3 separate regions of the Anas platyrhynchos genome follow, and regions 2 and 3 are each linked to region 1. A link is a contact called in public Hi-C data. All regions are on one chromosome and are shown on one strand. The core of a region is the stretch at or near the end of the contact, and the rest is flanking DNA. Distances in the headings are between cores, read along the strand shown.

The links. A called contact is a pair of places that touch in the nucleus more often than the background predicts.
Region 2: a contact with region 1 is called in a Hi-C map of skeletal muscle, with 2.2 times the contacts expected there. The contact joins two enhancer-like sites. A contact is called at or near these places in 2 of 8 Hi-C or Micro-C datasets (liver and skeletal muscle).
Region 3: a Hi-C map of skeletal muscle shows a contact between it and region 1, with 2.6 times the contacts expected there. The contact joins two enhancer-like sites. A contact is called at or near these places in 2 of 8 Hi-C or Micro-C datasets (skeletal muscle and subcutaneous adipose tissue).

Annotation. Positions count from the first base shown.
Region 1 is chr2:13,685,453-13,688,384 of IASCAAS_PekinDuck_T2T, reverse strand. No RefSeq gene overlaps it. Among named protein-coding and RNA genes, the nearest start is that of MAL2, 22 kb to the left of the region's middle. Within about 2 kb of position 1,529, at least 1 of the 8 cell types and tissues checked has an H3K27ac peak or open chromatin away from gene starts, as enhancers often do.
Region 2 is chr2:13,737,475-13,740,389 of IASCAAS_PekinDuck_T2T, reverse strand. All of the region lies in intron 1 of COLEC10 (collectin subfamily member 10), which reads left to right. Among named protein-coding and RNA genes, the nearest start is that of COLEC10, 5.6 kb to the left of the region's middle. Within about 2 kb of position 1,644, at least 1 of the 8 cell types and tissues checked has an H3K27ac peak or open chromatin away from gene starts, as enhancers often do.
Region 3 is chr2:13,633,361-13,636,530 of IASCAAS_PekinDuck_T2T, reverse strand. No RefSeq gene overlaps it. Among named protein-coding and RNA genes, the nearest start is that of CCN3, 15 kb to the left of the region's middle. Within about 2 kb of position 1,395, at least 2 of the 8 cell types and tissues checked have an H3K27ac peak or open chromatin away from gene starts, as enhancers often do.

The DNA.
Region 1 (2,932 bases), core at 280-2,779:
AGGTGAGGATGCTCTGAAATAGCTGGAAGAAAACAACCACCACAGTCAGGAGAGAGCCCCTGAGCCCCTGGCTCAGATGTGTGCCAGGCAGAAGGGAGCAGGCTTTTAGCAGCAGTGTTTCAGAGACCTTCACAATATCACTCTTCCCTCAGAGAGTATCTTGTATTTGAGTGTGCATTAAAGGGTAGCAAACTGCCACGGGATTCAGTGAGACTGTATTCTGTGAAGAGGCAGCCTGGGTTGTCTTTAACAGGAGATGATATGGGTCTGGAAGCTTTCCATTTTCCATCCTGCTGGCTTCAGCAATAATGTCATGTAAATCCAAAGGGAGATAAGTGACCTTCTAGCTCAAGGCACTGTGCTGGTAACACACATAAACAAAGCCTGTAGCTAGAGGGGGAAGAATTTCACCAGAACAAGGTCTAAGGAGAAGTAATTTCCTTTACCTTTCTGTGCAACACTCTTGTGATAAAAGGTCTCCCCTGATCAAGTGGTATTTCAGGCCCCTGTCACCTAAGGGGTTTAAACTCCCCTCTCCCTTTGTCAGAAGAGATCATTAAACAGACACTCATCAGGACCGAAATGGCTCACAAACACACGTCCATGCTGAAGTTACACCATAGCCCATAAAGCAGTCTTGTATTCGCAAGGTAACATCAGTGAACTTCAGCTGATGGCTGTCTTCCCAATGTGCCCTTGTCTTCTGTTACCAAATGTCTAGAGAATATCCATGACAAAATTACACAATTACAGAATGGCTGAGGCTGGCAGGGCCCTCTGGGGTCCATCCGGTCCCACCCCAAATCAAGCAGGGACACCCAAAGCAGGGTGCCCAGGATCACGTCCAGGTGGCTCTAGAAGATCTCCAAAGAGGAGGCTCCACAGCCTCTCTGGGCATCCTGTGCCAGTGCTTGGTCACCCGCACAGCACAGAAATGCTTCCTGACATTCAGGGGAACCTCCTGTGTTCCTGTTTGTGCCCATTGCCTCTTGTCCTGGCACTGGGCACCACTGAAAAGAGCCTGGATCCATTTGCACCCTCCCTTCAGGTATTTATACTCATTGATTAGACCCCCCCGAACCTTCTCTATGCTTTTCTCATTTCTACCTAAGACAGGTTCAAGTTAAAATTTTAATAGCTGTAAAACATGGTCCAGTCCTTGGATTATAGTGTCATTACTAGCCACTATCAGCTTGGATTTTCCCCTCTTCTCGCAGCACATGATGTGCTGACAGCTGTCCCCGGATGCAGTCTCATGCAAGCCTGCCTCCAACAGCAGTTTGGGACGTCTCCACCCCACTGCTGCTCCTGTCTGAAGGATGCTGCTGCATGTCCCATCCTGGCCCCGTGAAGGACACCTGTCCCAAGGGGAGCTGGCAGCCTTTTCAGGACACAGGAGGGGCATATGAAGCAGCACATCCAGCAGAAAGGGGAAAAAAAGGGTTTAAAATATTTCCTATCTTTAGCATTTGAAAAATATTGACTGTTCCAGTGTAACAGTGTGCCCCTTGTGGCTTGCTCCACAGCTTAGGCCAGCTCTCCCCTTTGATGTTTTGCCCACAGTATAATAAACTTCAACAGAGAAAAGAAAAACAGCTCGTCTCCTTGAGAGCAATGAACAAATGAACTGCAAATGTGAATTGAAACTGTGCAGTGTTTTTTGCAGCAGCAGATTCTTTTATGTTAAGTGGCCTAAAACGATACTGTAAAATTCAAACAAACAGAAGAGCAGTCAGCCCAGCTGGAATTTGCCTGGATCTGCCTGGGTAGAAAATGTTGTGTTTAAGATGTTTTAGTCAATTCCTAAATTTTGGTACCTGCAAAAAAAGGGAAAAAACTTTCTTCAGAGCTAGGCACCTATTTTAGTTCTTCCTTCTGCTCTGACTCTTGGTTTCAGGCAGCTCGGTATCAAAGAAACCAAACTGAAATAAGAAAAATGTAATTTCTGGGAAACAATCAGTTGCGGGAAGAGCAGAGCTCAGGTCCGAGAGTTATAATCAGAAAATAATTTCTGTAAGACTCACCAAAAATGTATGGCCAAATCCTCAGTACCCTATAAGTTAAAAGGGAAATGTTCTCTCTAATCTGTCTTGAACACTTCTCTTGGGAGATTTTTTTCCCCTCTCACTGTGTTCTTTGCTGTTTGTGTCATTCCTGGAAAGGGACTTCTTTTCTACATATCTTCTAATTTTGTGGTGGGGATTGTGGACTCTGGCAAAGTGCCAGAGTTTGAAGACTTTCAACACCAAAAGTTTCTAAGAAAGAAATTATGTCAGATAGACTTTCTTACCTCATATGACACTTGGCCTGAGACTTAGTGCTGTTATTTTATTATTTTTTTTTCTAGTATGCTGTAAGAAAGCTACACTAGACTGGTAGAGCAGACTGTAGATTATCTTCTGAGCAGTTCTTCACAGGTTTTATCCACAGAGGAGCAGAAAACTTTACCAGGAGAATGTAGTGCATCAACAGGAGCAACATGCCACACGAGCTAAATTTAGGACCTATTTTTGAAAGCGTGTATCTGATGTAAAAGGCTCCACACCATAGCTTTTTTAAGTCATGAAAGGCAAGCTCCTCAGAGACCTGAATTATGACTGTTGTGCACATTGCCATACCTAAATATGGGCTCAGACTCCAAGCTGGACTTTCCTGACTGGATGCAGGGTGGGAGGGCAGGTAAGGCATCCCAGTGCACAGATGGTACCTCATTTTTAAAGTATCCCATAACCAAGTGTAATGGAAGAAGGTCCAAGAGATGAGATGTGCCTCATGCTCATCACACACCTGTTTGCAAGCCACGTCTGTGCACACATCAGTACACACAGGGCAACAGGCCCCCACACCTCACCGACCCCAGGCAGGGATGCTAAGGACAGTGAAATAGGCAACACCATGTCTTGCTCTCCCTGTTGGCATCTGTCTTAACTTC
Region 2 (2,915 bases), core at 395-2,894, 52 kb before region 1:
CAAACACTGTGAGAGGAAAAGCACCAGCTGTCAATCCATGCTCCAGCCTGAGTAAATCAATAAGCAACAACATGAGGGCAGAAATAAACTGAGAGCCCAAAACTTTGATGACTAAACTCCTAACAAAAGCTTGAGCAGGGGGAGAAGAATAAGGCTGGCATTGCAGAAGTGCAGAGCAAGGCTCGAGCTGATTTCACATGAATTTGGGGGAGTGTCTGAGCATTGACTCCAGATTTTGCTGTCTTGCTATCTTGCTATCAGGTCCCAGATCACTTCCTTTGAAATCCAGACACAGGAACTTCAAAGGCCTTGAATCAGGCCCAGGTTGAGAAACTGGAATGAGATGAAATCTGAAGAGTATTGGGAGTTTCCCATAGCAATTCAGATGGAAAGCATTTCCTTACTATTATTGCTGACAAATGATGTTTATAAACTCTATGACTTTGGCTGGCTCCTCAAAATAGCATTTACTGTGGTCTCCAGTATAGCTGTCCATCTCTCAGCTTTAATTGCGCTTACGCAATTCCACTCCTGGAAAATCTAAAACTCTCTCAGAAACCAGATATGCTGCTATCCACATTTTCTTCCGAAAATATAAAGTGCCTTACCACATCCTATAGACTGTTCAAACCTACAACTAAGCTTCCCTCTTAGCACCTCACATTTGATCTGAAGAGCCCTTTATAATCAACACATAATTCTATTTTGTCATGAATTTTAGCCTTCATGTATTTTAGCACATGTTAAGTTTCTGATGTTTATCAGCCTGAGTTATAAAGCATATATGTGGGCACTTAAATACAAATTCAGAAGATATCAGGTCTGTATTTCTTATTCATGTTGGTTTGATTCCTCACCCAAATCACCGTAACCCATGGGTCTTTGAGATCACATCATAATGGCAAGGGATCAGGTGGAGAAGCTTAAATTGGGACAGATCAAGTGAAAGATGAATCAGAAACAATTTAAATTATTTCTGTGTTATTAAAGACACAATATATGTCCCATCTGTGCACAAAGGCCCACACTTCCAAGTAATCCAGATAAGCGGAGCTTCACAGAACCAAGTGAGGGTCTGAGTGTGGCTCATGCAATGCAGTAGAAGTGGGTATTTCTAGTGAAGACAATATCTCCTTATAAGTGGAAAGCAGAAAAGTGAGCAGATAATCCAATTTATTCCTGAAGATTCTTTCCATTTCACCCGGGAAGGTGACTGGGGCCCTGCTGTCTAACTTGGAGCTGGGTAAAGAAAAGAGTAACCAAGAAATTGTGAGCAAAACACTTCTATTCTCATAATGCAACCTGTGGAGCCTTGCATGTTCCCTGCAGGGCACTTGGAAGAGAGGCTATGGGTGAAGTTACACACTACAGCTGGACTGATCTGTTGGTTTTTTTTCTCCAAAAGGGGAGGCCCAATATCTTTTTCTTCCACCATTCAGACTGCATGATCTTACCTTCACCTTGCACTGGCTCGGCTGTATATTCATCAGAGTCCTCCAGCTTATTAAAAATGTGCACTTTTATTTGCCTTACTGGTATTTCCCTCTTCATTCCAATAATTCATTAAACACAGGGTCAGAAGAGTGCTCAAAATCACCCAAATTGGGACAGAAGTACACAAGTCAGTGCTGAGGTCAGACAGGAGGAGGAAAGACAGGGAAGGGCACATCACGTCAGATCGATTCCAGCCAGATTATATCATTTTACTCCAGGGCAGGACAAGAAATCATGTCCTCACTAATCGCATGCAGCTTGGAAACAAGAACCCCCTCAGCTACGGGAAATTTGCTAAGTGTCTAAAAGACAACGAAAGTGAAATTAGAGGAAATCTTCAGTCTTTCCATTGACGTAACTGTGACATGCTTGTACAATGGAAAGACAAACTGTTTTGGTGTTGGTTATTTATTTATTTATTTGTTTCTTGGAGTCTGCGACTCCCTCTGGTGACCAAACTTCTCAACAGAGAGAGTACGCATCCAAGTGCTGCAAAGGCTCAGAGTCAGTAGGCTGCAGACTGTACATGGTGTGTCCTTTTTTCTGTTCAGACTATCTGATGTAGGAGGAGAACTGTGCTTTAGCCCACCAAAGGCAGAGCTTCTATCAGCTGAAATGGGGGGCATGCCCAGGGATCGTGGAGGAAGGTACCCGGGGCTGTGAAGCATGCTGAGCCTGCAGGCTAAGGGAGCTGAACCTGGGACTGTTGGGAGGGCTCTACTGAGAATAGGCTTTGTCCTTCTTTTTCTTCAGAGGAAGCATTTAATTGATTCACTGTAAAGGAGAGGCTTAAGAAACATTAACATTTATGGAGTATTTTTGGTCAGGAGACAGGAATTGCAGCTGACCTGAGGCCATGGCTTGTCAGAACACCTGGAGAGATGTCTCAGTAAAACCCTGTGTGGAGCCAGGGTGTCTCATCAGAGCTGTGAGTGAAGAGGCTGGTTACTAAGTGTTCCTGGAGAAAAACATGCCTAAACCCTGTTAGAAGACCCCTCCCAGCTTTAGACCCCACACAGCCTGCAGATCTGCTCTCGCCCAGATTAGGGCTGCATCTCCAGATAAGCGTGGCCTCTGCAATCCCTGGGGATTACAGTGTGATTCTCCAAGATCCGGGGTCAGCCCCCGATCGTGAGGCTTGGGGAGCCACTAAACATATGTGAACAATTTAACCTGAAAACTTCCTCCGCTCATGAATACAAACCAGATAAACTGCCAACAAAAGGCTGAGGAAGGAAATATAAATCACCCGAAGGTCAGTAAATTCTTGCTAATTGCATTCTTACCAAATGTAACCTCTCAACATTGCATTGTTCAGTGAAACTTCTAAAGAGGCAGAGATCCTTTCAACTGCCTAAAAATCCTGCTGATTATTAGACCTTCAGCATTTCCCTGAGCTTGTTTATAGGAGAAGAAAGGAC
Region 3 (3,170 bases), core at 146-2,645, 52 kb after region 1:
TTTGAAAGTCTCCTTCTAAAAGGACTCAATTCAAATGCAAGTGCTGAGCTTTACCCAGTTTTTCAACATTTCCAAATGTTTTCCATATTGACCACGAGGGGGAGGCAGTTGAAAAACTATTACACACACTACTTAGAACTCTGTTTTTAGTGAAAAAAGGGACATCTGCAAAAAGAGTGTAGGCAATTTGTCTTCAAGCTTGGAGGAAATATTAATCTTTTCACAGTTGTTATCGACTCATATCCTTTTAAGATTTCTTGTTTAATGTTAATAATTGCAGTTAGGATGAAAGTCAACATTTTCCAGAGGAAGGAAATCTGCTAAATGAAACAATGCTCTTGCTTCTGTATAACGAGTGAAATAACAAAAACAGTTCCTCCAAAATTTAAATCAACCAAAAAACCTTTACTGCATGCTTAACATGAAGTAGATCAAAGGAAAAATCTTTCTAAATTTCAGTTGTGTTTTGATGCACATTGAACCCCAAAATATATACTCGTACTAAAAAAATATTCTTTGTTATAGAATGTTCAACACACTCCAGAACTTTTTTCCCAACACGATTATTTCTCTTTTGTATGTCTGAAAGAATTTTTTTAAGACATGACTACCACATCATGAAAAATGTCAGAGCAGTAACTAAGGTTGCCAAAAACCTTCCATTGCCCACAGCACTAGCAAACAAGAGAGAAAAGGCCCAGTGAAACAGAGGGTTCAACTGCCTTCCCCATGGTCATCAGCAGATCAGTGGCAGAGTCAAGAATACAAAGTACTAGCAAGATATCTCTTGGAAGTCATCTATTTTTTTAAGTGATGAAAATAAAAGGAGGTTTCTCTCTTAGTCTACCTCTCCAGTGACTGTGCTTCAAGAAGCCCTGGAGCACTCAAAGTTCAAGGTCAATGTGGATGCGGAGCTATGAAAAGCAGCTAGGGAACCCTTGGGAATACTAATTATGAGCATATGAGAAACAGTCTTCTCCCCTCTGTGAGACACCAGTTTGTCAAAGATTGTCATTCAATAGCAAGCCTGCAGAATAGGCCACCTTTGAAAGCTATAATGAATAACCTCGAAAGAAACCTTTATAAAATCTTAAACATGCACAAGATACTAGCCAAGGGCTTAATAAAACACACAAGCCCCACATGCAAAAAAAAACAGACAAAACAAACAGAAACCTATGGCAACTCCAAACATAACAAGATGGACCTCATAAGGAGGAATTAACAGTAAATCTCTCAATAACTTGCCTTTCGTGGCCAGAGGTCTGCTATCTCCCCAGGGTATGGAGCACAGAGAAACCAAATTAAACTGTGGTTATCTGAAGTCTCTGGTGAGATTCACTTCGTCCCACGTCAGAGTTCAGTGGGTAGCTCCAGCCCAGGACTGGGAGTCAGAAAGTCTGCGTTCGGTTCCCAGTTCTGCCACAGGCTTGCTGTGTAGCACTGGTTGACTTACTCAGCCTTTGTTTGCCTCAGTTTCCATGGCTTAAAAAAAAAGTGAGGGATTGCAACAGGGCTGCAATGCAGGACGATGCTGCAGAGCCAAGAGCAGGGCTGCTTGCACAGCCACCAGGTCATGGGGGGTAACCACTGTCCAATGTGGGAGCTTCTAGATGTTCACCGTCACACATTTTTGAGTTCTTGAGATTCCTGGCAGGGAAGAATGGCTTACAGATCATCCCCACTCTACAGCTAGCAGATGAAGTGACCGCTGGAAGATGTGGCACTTCTTAAGTGCAGGAGGTTCACATGCCTGTGTGCTGAGCAGTGTGGTGAAGGGAGGCCGCAGCACCCTGTCCCTGAAGCTCAGGGCTGTACTGCACAGCGCGGTGCTAACAGTGCCAGGCCAAGTGGGCTGTGCTCCCTCAGTACCCCACAGAGCTGCCTGCCCATGTTTGCCACCTATTAGCGACCCTGAGCTGCTCAAGCCACAGCTGTAGTAGCAGCCTGCTGAGCCACGGGGAACTAGAACAATATCGTATGGCAGCTGGGAAGGGGAACAACCGTGCAACCTTTGTAACGTGCTACCACTGGAAAGGTATCTTCACCCCTGCAGTTATGTGACGCCGCATGCAGCACAGCCAACACCAGCCAATGTACATTTTATGCCCCCTGCGATCCGTGCAGTTTGCAGATGGTGTCTTGTGGCCTGGGGTAAACTCAATTTCATAGAAAAGAACTCCTGGAAGAAATTCTTAGACCTTAGTGCAAGCCTATTAATGTCACTTGGCAGGGTCTTGTGCCATTAGGCACCGTAGCTTCCCGTATTTCCATGAAATGAAAATCCCTCACCCAGCCGGATTTCGGATGGAGAGGTTCATGTAACCACACAGAAAGGAATGTGCAGGAAGCCTGTGGGGAAGGGAAAGCTTCAGCCAAGGGCAGAGGGCATGCAGATGGCACGTAAGAACAAGGGACAACAGTGAGCTAGAGCCTGGCACAACACAGGGACTTATCCTGATTGAACTTTACTTCAAAGCACATTGTGGAAAGTCAACAGAGCCTCTCTAATGCACAGGAGATCAGGGAACCAGCCTGAAAAAATGATTGGCACGAAAGGAAACACCTATAGTAAAAATGAAATCAATTTAATAAATAATAATAATAAACAATAGCATTTCATATTCAAGCCTTCCCAAACTAGGAATGCCACAGATAATGCTGTATGGGTGAGATGTAATCCAGACAGGCTCCCTAATCATTCTCACTTCTTATATGCTTTGAGCTGAATCTTGATGTTACAATCTCCATGGGAGAAAGCAACCAGGAACTTGCATTGTACCTGCAAACTGTGGTCAAAACAACTACTGTGAACCCCAAGAAACCCTCTTGGAGGATATTGGCTGCACTGGGTATAACAGAGGTGATCCAAAATAGCAACTGGTGGAGGCTGTATGGCAACAAGCCAAGATGACAGGGGCCAAGGCAGTAGGAATTGGTTTTCCCTTGCAGACAGACAGCAAAGCAAGCTATATCCAATCCACGTTATCTCCAAATCCAAACCAATCCACATTATCTCTGAAATAAGGCCAGATCAGCCACACGGAAGATGGAATGGCTGTAGTGGAGATGTGCTTCTTGACTATAGACCAAGTACAAGAGAGGTCAGTGGACACCACAGCCACTTTGAGTGATCATAGGAAAAGGTGGAGCTCTACTAACTCCCAGTT